Regions from separate parts of the Gasterosteus aculeatus genome. Here region 2 is linked to region 1. The links are chromatin contacts, called in public Hi-C maps. All regions are on one chromosome and are shown on one strand. The core of a region is the stretch at or near the end of the contact, and the rest is flanking DNA. Distances in the headings are between cores, read along the strand shown. Region 1 overlaps efna3b (ephrin-A3b). Region 2 overlaps trim46a (tripartite motif containing 46a).

The links. A called contact is a pair of places that touch in the nucleus more often than the background predicts.
Region 2: a contact with region 1 is called in a Hi-C map of tail fin, with 5 times the contacts expected there. The contact joins two enhancer-like sites. A contact is called at or near these places in 5 of 6 Hi-C or Micro-C datasets (liver, skeletal muscle, tail fin and 1 more).

Annotation. Positions count from the first base shown.
Region 1 is chr20:6,989,166-6,995,208 of fGasAcu3.hap1.1, forward strand. efna3b (ephrin-A3b) reads left to right here. Exons shown (of 6, transcript XM_040165557.2): 6 at 1-1,009. Among protein-coding and RNA genes, the nearest start is that of efna1b, 23 kb to the right of the region's middle. Within about 2 kb of position 3,611, at least 1 of the 9 cell types and tissues checked has open chromatin away from gene starts, as enhancers often do.
Region 2 is chr20:7,029,671-7,036,255 of fGasAcu3.hap1.1, forward strand. trim46a (tripartite motif containing 46a) reads right to left here. Exons shown (of 12, transcript XM_040165118.2): 12 at 5,388-6,585. It overlaps slc50a1 (solute carrier family 50 member 1), which reads left to right. Exons shown (of 6, transcript XM_040165535.2): 6 at 56-994. The coding sequence ends at 163. Among protein-coding and RNA genes, the nearest start is that of slc50a1, 6.4 kb to the left of the region's middle. Within about 2 kb of position 4,146, at least 4 of the 9 cell types and tissues checked have open chromatin away from gene starts, as enhancers often do.

The sequences.
Region 1 (6,043 bases), core at 2,361-4,860:
GCCGTCCTCCGGTTGTCCCTCAGGAGAACACTGATGGGTCAACACGCGAGACGCCGGCGCAGCCTTCACCACGTGGAGGGCCGTTAGGAGGCAACAGAAAGACTCCACATCTCCTATTCAGCACCTTTTAAGCATTTCGTGATGAGTCACATTCATATTTCTTAACCTCCAAGGGAGGAACCAGCTTACAAATATTAGTTTTGGTTCTGGGAAGAACATTTCCTGAAGTTTTTTTGGATGAATAATGAGTGTATTCCACCCGGTTGGGAACAAGTGATATGTGTATTTTGTCTTTAGGAGTGAATTTTCTTTTCATCAGTGTGCGCTTGCGGTTTGCTAGTAATGTGGCTTTTATTTGTCCAAATGAATGTGTCCGTTTTGGGGATCATTTTTTTTCAACCAAACGTTAAGAGACGGCCCCCCCAAGTAAACAACAAAAGCAACCAGACATGAGAAAACCTTGTGGTTTTGGAGCATCATTGAGAACGTTGCATTATATGACAGAAAGTGAGCCAACCCAGGTGTATAAATGGCTCTTTGTGGGAGGGGCTAGGTAGGAGAGGTTTTTGGTCCTGGTGTGGACGGGGAGGGTTAACCACCGCTCAAGAAGTTGCACTTAAGAACTTACACGAGAATAAGAAAGTGTGCCGGTGTGTGTGTGTGTGTGTGTCAGTCAGGGAGAGTTAAGAGCTCATTTCTGTTGATCACTTCATATCTGTGTGCAGGAGCTCTTGAGTGCAGATGCTGTCTGTCTTTGTGTGTGTGTGTGTGTGTGTGTGTGTGTGTGTGTGTTTGTGTGCGTATGAGTGAGAGAGGGTGTTTTTTTTGGTCTGGCAAAAGAAAAAAAAGCATTTATTAATGTTGGAAACAACAATTACAATCATGTTTACCTTCGACTGGAATGACTTTAAATGAACTTGAAAATAAACTGTAAACTGAACAAACCATAACAGAGGTAATAACAATGACCATGATAACAAAATAATAAGCTTACAAATCTTACTTTTAACAAGATGTGTGTTTGGCTCTTTATTTTCCTCCCTTTTCTAATCCCTCCCGCCTTCCTCCCTCCCTCCCTGCTCTCCCTGTCTTTGATCATCATAAAAAAAGGGAACAAGCATGGAGCTAATCCAAGACAACAGATGGAGGGGTTGCAGGGAAGGTTTTTCTCCTGGTGCATTCAGTCCTCTGTAGATAATGTTGTTTTGGGAGCACACAGATGTGATTTTCCATATCAAAGTGGGTGAGGCGACGCTCTCCCTCGGCAGTAACACCTTTTACACGCTGCGATTTGGAGCGATAAGCGCTTCAATCACCAGCTCAACATTTGAATGAGAGTAGGACACGAGGACGGCGATGGTCACCTGTGTGTCCGCGCCGACGGAGCGACGAAGGTGCCGCTGATGTCACAGGCTCACTGTGAGCCGATGCTACGGGTCTTTGTCATGTTGGGGGGATTTTTCTTGATGACAGGAGAGCACGAGGGAGAAAAGGTCCACAGATCGAGGCCCGTCCTTCTGAATCTTATGGTCACATGGGTGTGTGTTGTTAGGAATGACCTTGAGATCTTTTTTGGAAACTGAGGGGGAAAAAAAGTATCCAAATGGTCTAAAAGGAGGGTTTCCTTCTCGGCCAATTTATTTTGGCTGGAGTGTCACTTTAATGAGATACAATAACAATGTTTGGGCTCAAGTAAATTAGAACATCTGGTCAAGCTGTTTCCTTGCTTCCAATCAGTGAGGAAAACATGTGCACAACTTCCCTTCCCAGGTACGGAAAAATAGTTTTGAACCCGCTCTTCATTAGGTACAGACGTAACTGATGTATTTAAAAAAAAAAAACTTTTTTAATACTGTAATGCGGTGTCTTGCTGATCTAATGTTTGGGGGGGAAAAAAATTCATCATCCCTTTCCATTTGGAAACAGACACTTCATCCGCCCAGCCGGGAGAGGACCGGGGCGGTGAGTCAGACTGCACCGAGAAGTGAACTTAATGGATGAGGGATATGACACACCACTCAACAGACCATATTCTGGGAACATTATATCTGCCCTTCTAACAATCACCCTCAATCACTTCTGGGTGACATTGATTTTTGTCACCCAGAATTTTTAAAATAGTCCGAGCTTTCCCTCCCTTATGCCGTCAAGCCGTTATTCTTCCTCAGGCTTGCAGCCCTTTTCACAACAGCTATTCCCAAATGTCATTGCAGGTTAAACACGGATGTGATCAATAGCATTAATTAGGTGGTACATGGTGCATGATCCTGGCTCGCTGAAAGTGGAATCACACAAATAGCTATTGACCAACTCATTGTTTCATACTTTTTTCCTAACGTAGAAGTTGACAGCGTAACCAATTGCGAACTCACTTCATCATTGAGGATCTCACGGATGCTGCACACGTCCACGCAGTAACCAAAGTTAACCACCAGGAGCCGCTGTTCGGTTCAGGTTCTGCTACAAAGCGCCTCTGCCATGTAATCCTTTATCTGAATACACAGAACCATTAAAGCCACCGAAGGCCATTGTGTAACTGGAGTCATCAGGATTAAACATGCAAATCTATTTAATGGGGTGATGATATAACCGAGTATTTGAAGCACGTTGAAGGCAGGGGGACTCGTGGAGAGGGTTTTAAGGGGTTCCCAGAAGGTGGGAATGTGGCATTGGAGGCCAACCATGTGTACCGTTGCATACCAACCATCAAGGAATTATGCACAACTGCATCCGAGGCTTCAGCGAATTCTTCCAGTCTCAGATGTCCAGCCAGTGTTTCTGTCTGCATTCTTTCAAAGAGTCCAAGAGAAAATGTTCTGCCTTATCTGATTGTGTTTGTTTAACGGAGAAACCGATGTTATGCATGGGCAGGCCTGTAAATACGAAGCTATTTGGACTGGGCCTGTTCTACCAGTATCTGAAACACACACAGGCACAAAATTATACACTTTCGTGAGGAACTCTGACATCTCTACAATTAACTGTCTCCGCTGCATCTCCAACCCCAAGTCTCAAAGAAGGGAGGAACAAGTTAAACTTCATTCAACTGCCTGTTAAAAGTTTATGGTCTGTGTGGGCCTCCTCAAAAGGACATAAAGGAAAAACTATAATTAATTCAAACTTTTTTTATTTTTTGTTTTGCAGCTCAAGCCATCTGTTCTGTTGATTATGTTGTCAGCACCCATGGATCTAATCTGTGATAAACAGAATGTAGAAAGATTAACAAAGAAATAGGGAACAAAATGGTGAGACAACTAAATAGATTCTAAACACACAGTTTTCACAGATTAGCTACCACTTTATCTAAATGCAAAACCAAAGTCAGCTCACCTGCAATGATGCCTCATTGTGCCTCATGAGGGAAAAAAATATATATAGGTCAAAGTTCATATACAAAATTTGATCAAAAGCTTTCAGCAAAACTTTGTCTTCTTACACTTCTCGGAACCATTAGTTTGAGTAACGTGTTATCAGAACCAAGAAAACATGAGCTGGGAAAATTGCCACAAACTGGGATTTTCTTTCATCATGATGCACACGCAGGAAGAAGCACATGGCGACAAACATCCCGTCACGTCTGCGTGGCGATGAGCTTTGCGACAGGCGCAGTGATAAGGAAATGGAAGCCCTCCCACTTTACGCCTCATGCCTCAGAAACCTGCTGCTTGGCACGTGAACTCTAACTCAGTCAACAAGCCTCCTTTCAATGGAGGTGAAGCCTCCTCCTTATCTCAGATGACTGGAGGAAATCAGAGATCGCTTGGGCAGTTTTCAACACAAGGAAAGATCTCTTTATTCTGAAAAAAACCCACAGGTGTTTAACCCCCGCTTGTACCCATCATTTTGAGTCCTTTACATATTAATGCATTACTGCTTTTCTATTCCATTTTTTAAAATCAGCTCATTTCACTGTCGATTTTTCAGAAAAATGTTCGGGAACAGCGAATGATTTATGTGTATTTATGAAAGTGGTTCTTTGGAGTGAAGAAAGTTAAAATCAAACTGCATCTCAAAAATGGAAAGAAAAGAAACGGATGCATTGTAAACACTTAACCCGCGTCCACAGCTGTTGGGTAAGTAACCGTTCTAATGATTGAAGGGGTTAAAAGAACCTACTGCTATAAATGGGGTCTTCAACAACATCATTTTCTACTCCGTGCACTATTGATAAGGGAAACATTTATACCTCTTAGACTTAGAGGATCTAAGACCTATAGTTTGTCATGGCAGGGATAGATGATTTAGTTGTTAGGTGTCTCTTTCATATTTGCACTAAAGTCAGCCATTAAAAACTGCAGTATGAAAGATGGCTCAAGTAAAAACGTGAAGGGAAACAAATTGGTATTGGACAAGGAGCCGGAAGGGCTAAAGATTGAGATTAGCTGCGTGAGACACAGCAGGAATAGATCAGTGTTGCAGACCGTTAGCTTGGGCTAAGTTAGCGGTGGTAAGCTTTGCGCGGGCGTTTTGCATGTTCAAAGTTCATCGCTGCCTTGGTCTTCTGATGTTTTGAGTAATTCGCGTCTCTTGCCCGTTTCTCGTTTTTCAAAGGCAACCACTTTGCCGTTAGTTGTCAGGAAAAGCACGGGAAGCGCGCGCGTCTTTAAGTAATGTTGCTACGTCATGTACTGAAGGTTTACGAGGTTGTCCAGCGGTTTAGGATTAATCCTCACTAATCATTCCAACATTTGCTGCATGTGCTCGGAAGTGGAGGGTTTTGGGACGCTGTGAAATTTGGCCATCGTGAATCTAATTTTTTTATTAAAAAATCAGAATGACTCTGGGGTGTGTCATGTGCATCTGCATTTTTTGTCATAGATGACAGTTGCCGTCGGAGATTAAAATGCCGTCATGCTCCTCCGGGCGTCTCTGCCTGTGTAACGTCATGATCCCCGTCTGACAGGAACCAAACAAATGAGCTTTTCATTGCAGCTCGAAGCCTTTTCGGATCTGTGCATCTTTTCATTTTAAGTCCCAAGGAGATTTAGCGATGACCCTAGAAAAAAGAAAACATGTTTCGTTAGAGATTGGATTATTTCCCAGACTTTAAATGATTTGCATTGTTTTTTCGTAATGCGAAATTGATTTTTTTCTTTGAAATTCAGTGTAGGTTGGTTTGAATCCAGAACTTATAGCTGATCAAAAAAAGTTGTTTTGTTTGAATGATGATCCCATTTCCTCCCGACAGACCAAAAACCCCATCACCCTGACACTCTATTGCGCAGTGGACATTCTCAACCAACTGTGTGTAAGGCTCGGATGGGATCTCCGTTTTGCCCCCCCGACTCCTCATCCTTCACTTGGCTCTAACGCCTTTGGCCCCATCACGTCTTGGCACAGCCCGCCTCTACGTTTTCTCATCCTCCCTCTGAGCGGCTGCTTTGACGCAGTCGTTTCCTCTCGGATTCATGCTTTCTGTGTTTGTCACTGCCTGGCTTTCCCCTCGTCTTCTCGTTACATGCCCCCCCCCCCCTCCCCGAGTTTAGCGCTGATCCTCTACTTCATTAGACAGCATCTGTAGAGGCCCAAACAGATGGGAGGGATATATTTACCGTCTGACGCACACACTGCCGTACGATAAGCACACCCCTTAAGACTGCACAAAGGCCTAAATACACACTGGAGAGAAAAGAGTCATTAATAAAAACTCTTAAGACTGGGGATTAAATGATCATCAAACATCCTGCGTTGTTGGTCAGGTCATGACGATGCACATGTAACAGACATCTATCCGTGTTTCCACATGCTCATTAAACGTTGCGTGAGCATCGTGGCGTTAAATCTCGAGGCCGATCTTAAGGTCAGACTCAGATGGACCTAATGGCTTTAGATTAAATTGATTAGTCAGAGCGGTCGAGCGGTGTGGTTTAACTCTGGCTCGGACCAGTCTTCTGTTACTATCCTCTAATCACCAGATTATCTGCCCAAAGATTTCCGGTGTGACTGTCTTTGTTCTAGGTTCTTTGTGTTTCTGTTGTCAATAACAACAACTTGTACATGGGTGACACGTGTGGGTTGGAGCCCACGTAAGTTCTGCCACCTG
Region 2 (6,585 bases), core at 2,896-5,395, 41 kb after region 1:
CTCAACTTCATTTTAAATGACAACCAGCGTTCCTAATTCTTTGTGTTGGTTCCAGGTTCCAAACACGCCGGGAATCCTCACCAGTCTCATCAGGTTTTATCTGTTTTGGAGATTTGCGTCAGTCAATCAGAGCTCGCCGGCGTATAAGTCCATGCATATATGAGGAGGTTTACAGGAATGTCAGCAGGTGACAGATCTGTTGGCTGCGTCGAGGCTTTGCCAAGGCTTGTATTTGTAACCATGCAGAGAGACAGTGGAGGGAAACAAACTGTCTTTGGACCACAAATGAAGTGGAGATAACGTCTGGTTACTTGTTGTCACTTCGGGAAGGTATATGTGAAAAAAAGTCAGACGTCTTTGATTCAAAAGTTTATATTTTTGTGTCCTTAAGTGCCTTCTCTTAGACCCTGTTTTCTATTTAAGATCGATGACTGATTTTACCAGCAGGACCTTTGCAGCATGTTCACAATTCAGTGAGTTGGATATCTTCCTAAACTCATACTAGCCAAAGAAGTTGTAAATTGCTGGTTGCTATTTTTATACACAGGTAGTGCTCTCCTCCCTGGTAATATATAGTTTTATATTTCCCCTGGTACGGCAATGATGTTCCTCTTCAAAGTTACTAGCTTCTGTATCACTGTGCATACAGAATATTGAGCTGCAGCTATATTTGTTTTGGTCTTTTAAATACACATGTTTATTTTTTCCACGTTCAGATGTTATGTTGTTGATGCTTTTTTACCTCTTTTTTTTTCTTAACTGCATTTGAGATTAAATAACATGAAAAAGGACATTAATTTGCTAGGGTTTGTTTACAAGAATAAGGGATGCTTATTTCCATGGTGGCTGGCTGTCAGGGCTAATTGAGCCTTGCTTTTCTCCTGCTTATTGTGTGTAATAAGCAGGAGAAAAGCATGTTATGCAAATGAGCCGATTGTCAGTGCTGATCATTCACTGTTAAAGGATGTAAATAAATTCTTACCATAACCATCAATGACTTGCGTTTTTAACCTGTGGCCATGAAGGATCTTTCCGGTACGGCAAAGTAAGAAAACTGTCCGTGACCCTTTTTGAAGTAGTAAAATTTGTGCCGCAGGTTGTGTCATGTTTGTAGCGGTGAGCTTAGAGGGCGAGTTGTGGAGATAAGCGTGTGCGCGCACCTTGCGTGTGCGCTCGCTGGCATGTGTGCAACGAAGGACAAAAGCCGGTTTGATGGCGCACCAGTGCAAATGAGCTTGTTTGTGTGACTGTGTTGATACAGAGAGGGCAGTGGTGGGAAAGGCCACGCTAGAGGTTCTCATCGTGTGTGTGTGTGTGTGTGTGTGTGTGTGACATTGGCCTCTCTTCCTGAGCTCAAAGAGCCTCTCACTGACAGACTACAGACACAACACAGTGTGGTGCTGTACTTGGGGTGTTGTGTAGAAAAATAACTACGCTGAGAGGACTCAAGGTGGGAGATGAATAAGCCGCAGTCAAACGAGGGAACAGCAAAGGAAAGGAGAAACCTTTTGAGCAGGAGATGAAGTGGCAAACAAGAAGAATGTAGAAATGAGACAAAAGAAGGAAATGCTGAAACCTGGGAAACAAGAATTCAAAGGCGACGTTTAGGACTGGCGTGTATAGTGCTGTTGTTTCCTCTTGAGGGAGATGGGAATGTCAAACCCCACAAATTACCACCAGTTATATATTGAGAATTTTAAATCACATTCATCATCTGACAACCAAGAATGTCCCCAATAGAGACGTGTTGACATATTTCACTACATACAGAAAGTAGTCCGTAAAAAGTTAGTGATATCCTTAGTTTGAGGATCACAAAACGTCATGGCAACCCATCCCATAGTTGAGATGTGGAGACAAAGAAGTCGTGCATAAAAGTGATTAATCTTGTCTGCTGCACAGCCCAGATACAGATAAGATAAATTGGGGACCCTGGGAATAGAAATGAGTCATATATGAGGAAAGGGCAGGCCTATACGGGAGAAAAATGAGTAAATGATTCCAGGAGAAGATACAGGAGTTTGGGGAGTTGTCCATTCTTCTACTGGACAAGAGAGACAGACAACTTTAAGGCTGGAGGGACAATGCATTAGGACAGACCGGACACACCCCTCATTCCAAACTATGGCTTTATTATCTGTCCTTATGCTGATGTATAAGGCTACACCTCTTTGTTCCACAGCCAAATATTGACACGGGGCGTTTCGAAGCGGATTACAGGTTTTGTGTACAGGAGTGTGTGTGTGGAGGAGTAGGAGATGATTAGGGGGGGGTCTGCTAAACAATGAGCACAACTCACAAACAGGATCCCTCTGTTTCCTGAGGTGAAACAGAGGGAGCCTCTTTAAACAGCACACACACACACACACACACACACACACACACACACAGTCACATAGTATGTATTCACTTTATTGTGTCTCTTACACAGATTTGTTTCCCCCCATAATTGCACCCAACAAAGTCTCTGCTAACATGCAATCTGCAGCCAGACAGTGTGTGCGTCCGCGGCACATAAACACACAGCACACTGAAGGGGAGGAGGGGGGGGGAGGTTACTTTCTACCATCAGTAAAAGCCCACCTGTCCCAGCTGCTGTTTTTGAGGAGGACGAGAGGGAGGAAAGGAATGCGCTTCACTCATCCTTCCGGGCCATCTCCCTTCCTCCTTTTTAAAATCTCTTTTAAAATGACTCGGTGGTCCCGCAGTCCTGCTCCCACACTTTCTGTTACACAGCTGACTGCTGTGTTTTGTGCCCCTCGGATCATCTGCAGTGATAGTCAGGTCTGTCAGACAGATTTATATAAAAAAATGAAAGAAATCCCTTGAAGCTTGCTTGATGCAGCAAATTAAACCGCCTCGCTAGACTGGAAATTCCCTGCTCAGCATTCATTGTGAGGCCCTGTCTCGTGGCTTTTTATTGGTCTACCTGTACTCTGTTGTTTGTGCAGTTGTCGGACCAGGTATTTTATGGGGAACCGTGTGCAGGGTGCAGCAAGTAGCTTTCTATTCTCAGATTTACCAGTTTGTCAAGCTTTTGTTTTTATTTTCTAATCAGCATTTTTCTTTCTCCTCGGAGCTCTTGCACAGCTGAAAGGATGCATACAGCGGACGTAAAACACAAAGACCACCTTCCTTTTGCTCACACACACACACTTTACACACAAAAAAAAGTGTTACCAGTTGGTGCTGAAAGACCTTTGCTCTATACGGAAATAGATTTACAGGCAGCCCTCCGGTGTGTCCTCTGGGTTATGTTGTTTGGTTCAACGTGTCCTGTGTCTGTCTCCTGTCCTCCTCCCTCCTTGTCTTCCTCCCCCCTCTGCCAGCCTTTAGAATGGGAACAGTGAGTTAAGTGAAATGTGGACAGCTAGTCATTAATCTGTAAGCGGACCGCCTGTGGACCAAAACACTGTCAGAACGCATCCACGTACACGTTCTATATGAATCACTTGTCATCCCATCAGAGACTCTGAGTTTGAAACCACGGACTCAAAGACAAAATATTGTGTCTCAAGCTCAAAGCTCAATTTACCTGCTTCAGCTTCAAAAGTTGAATAAATACATTTTCATTAAACTCACAGAATTGTTATTCGGTTATGTTCTACAAATCCTTTCTGACACTCACATAGCGAATACAGGTTTTAAAGCAAACAGGTGTTTCAGGACTAAGGGGAGTTAATGTGTTTGCAGTCTAAAAATGACAAACGATCACTCATAAATACTCACTGGGCTTCAGGGGCTTCGGTCTTGTCTCCGCATGCTTCTTCGCTTTGGCATGCAGCCAGAACAGTGGACTGGTGTGCGGTTGGTGTGCACACGTTTTTAATGTGTTTAAGTGTTTTAGAGCGGCGACCATGGAAAGTGGATTTGGATTCAATTGCATGTGATTGTGTGTCTTTCACTGCAGTGACGGACCTCTTGGATCTTAGGAGAACCATTTAGTTTGACAGTGTACAGACAGAAAAATGTGCACCCCAGTTGGGACTTGTGAAGTTACTCGGGGGTCCTAAATGTTGGCGGAGAAAGACGTCAAATTCACACAGGAAATTGGGTGAATTTGACATCAACACACCTGCGTGCAAAGACAGAAAAACACCGCCTTAGCTTTAGTGGGGAGGAGTTGTGTTTTGGTAAACAAAGGAGCATTAGGCGGAGCTGTTGCTATGAAATGATGCAACCACCAAGAGCCTGAGGAGGCGCAGTTACAAAACTCTTTAGTAAAACGCTGCTTTCAAGTTTGACTGTTTTTAGACAAATACTGGGACCAATGGGGTGCAACGTAGTTTTGTTCTGTGGGAGGCTTGTTTGCTCTCATTATAATGCCACTTTTGGTACGTGTGGTCTTAATGCAATGTAGATACGTGTGATTAACACGTGTGTGTGTGTGTGAGCCGTGGCTCACTGGCATGTGCAAACTATAATTTATGTTCATTCAAATTTATTCACAATGACAAATAAGTAGGTCAAACCGCTGGCAAAGGGAGAGAGGAGTTACATATTAATTCATGTGCAACAATGAATAGCACAAAGAACATCCCGCTTAACTTATATCTGGTACCTGTCATCACAGATTTGGGAGAAGTCAAATCCGTGTTGACACAGCGTGCACCTGCTGCTGACTGACGGGTATTACTGAGGAAAGAGACAAAGCACAAACAATGTCGCCCCCTAAAGGTTCATTAATATTAGGACATATTCCTGCAGAGGACAAGTGATACTCGCAGAGAGCACAAACACCGGCTGGATTGCAACACCTCTTTGTTGATGTGAAAAGAGCATAACAAACGCACAAACTCCCCCAGACGTTGCGCAACAGCCTCACGGAACTCTTTCACCTTTGTCCCTCTGTCTGGGAGACGATGGGGTGTTCCAGCACCAGTCCGACTGGACCAGCTACCGAACCGTCCCCTCCCTCGCCTCACATGCGCTAACGCCCCTGCGTCCTGAGGTGTGTCTTCACTCTGTACAGGATGGGTCGGCTATATTTAAACCCTGTGGTACGAAATATCCACTTTGCTTGTCAGATTTGGCACACTCGAGTGATTAAGTGCACGCTTGCCCTTACATGCAGACGCACGCACTCCCTGACATTTAAACAAGGAGAGTGTGTGTCTTTATTAATCCCTTCTGGGGCACTGTTGTGTACAGTCAATCAAAAGTGTGACAACATAATAGCACACTACAATTAAACCAACTGCTGGCGATGATGACAATAAAATAGGTTTACAACCTGAGAGTCCTCAATTCAAACCAAAGGAAAGGTTTCTTAGGTATTAGAAGAAAGTTAAGAGTAATGTTGTTAAAAGAGGATTGCTCTTGTATAGTTACCTCTGTGTTCCTTTAGAAGACATTAAAGGAATGACTGACATTACAAACACTGCATGTTATGGTTATCAATCGTTTATTGTTTTTCTCATGACATGACAGAAACATTCAGTTAGCCAAAGTTAAATCCAAATGAATAGATTCTGATTTCCGTATCCAGTCTGAAGTCATTCAAGTGCTGTGCTGTAACACAGGTAGAGGCGTCTAGACACGTCATTAGAGACAGTCACAGCCGGAGTTCACACACACACACACACACACACACACAAATGTACAAATCAGAAAATCCTTATTTCATATCAAAATACAGACGGAGCCAGTCAATAATAATTATTACAATATAGAGAATCTCTTGCACTGACACAATATATAACTGGGATGTTACATTCCTCAGACGATACAGCTTAGTCAAGTAAATTAGCTACTGTTTGCTTTAGTAGGAAATCCAATTAAGTCCAGAGCTCATAAGATATCATCATCCGACTCCATCCACTTAGGAGAAGGCGTAAGACTTTCCTCTTTTATAGAGCGGATAGTGGCGGGCTGGCTCGGGTTAGCCTGGACCAGCTCTTAGATCAGCTGCTATGGAGGACACACCGAGCTCCTCTCTCCATCTCCTTCTATACAAATTATTACTATTTCGAGTCACATTACTATACTGTCATCAAAAACCCACATTACTGACTGCTTCTGTCCTGCAGTCTTTGTGCTTTCCCTCCCCACAGGTTTCTGTGGATGGTGGTCATATCGTATGGTGGTCACATCTGGATATATATCTGGTTACATCTAGACGGTGGTTGTCCCTGCAGTGGTCCTGCCTTACACTTGGCTTACTACTCTCAATATTTGAATAATTTCTGTCGTATGAATCGAACGTACTGTACATCGTTGAGGTTGTTCATTCTGTACACATGACATCCATTGCATCCTGTTCCTGCTCTGCCCTTTATTCTACCTATTAAAGTTTTTTCCTGTGCCCATGTGACAGTTTCGGGACACAGGATGACACAAGTGTACAGACTGTAAAGCGCGGTATTTGTGATTTTGGTCAAAATAAAATGACTTGAATACATCCGCTTCCTTGAACGTCACAGCTCATCATTCATTTGTATGTAGAATTCCTTAAACACCAAAACCGGTAGGCCACTTGCATTTTCAAAATATAAAAAACTGAAATATTTTCACATGTTATTGAGTTAAGCAGCGTCATGAGAACCTTATTCCTCAGATCCGTTTTTACATTTATGTCCTTTGAAA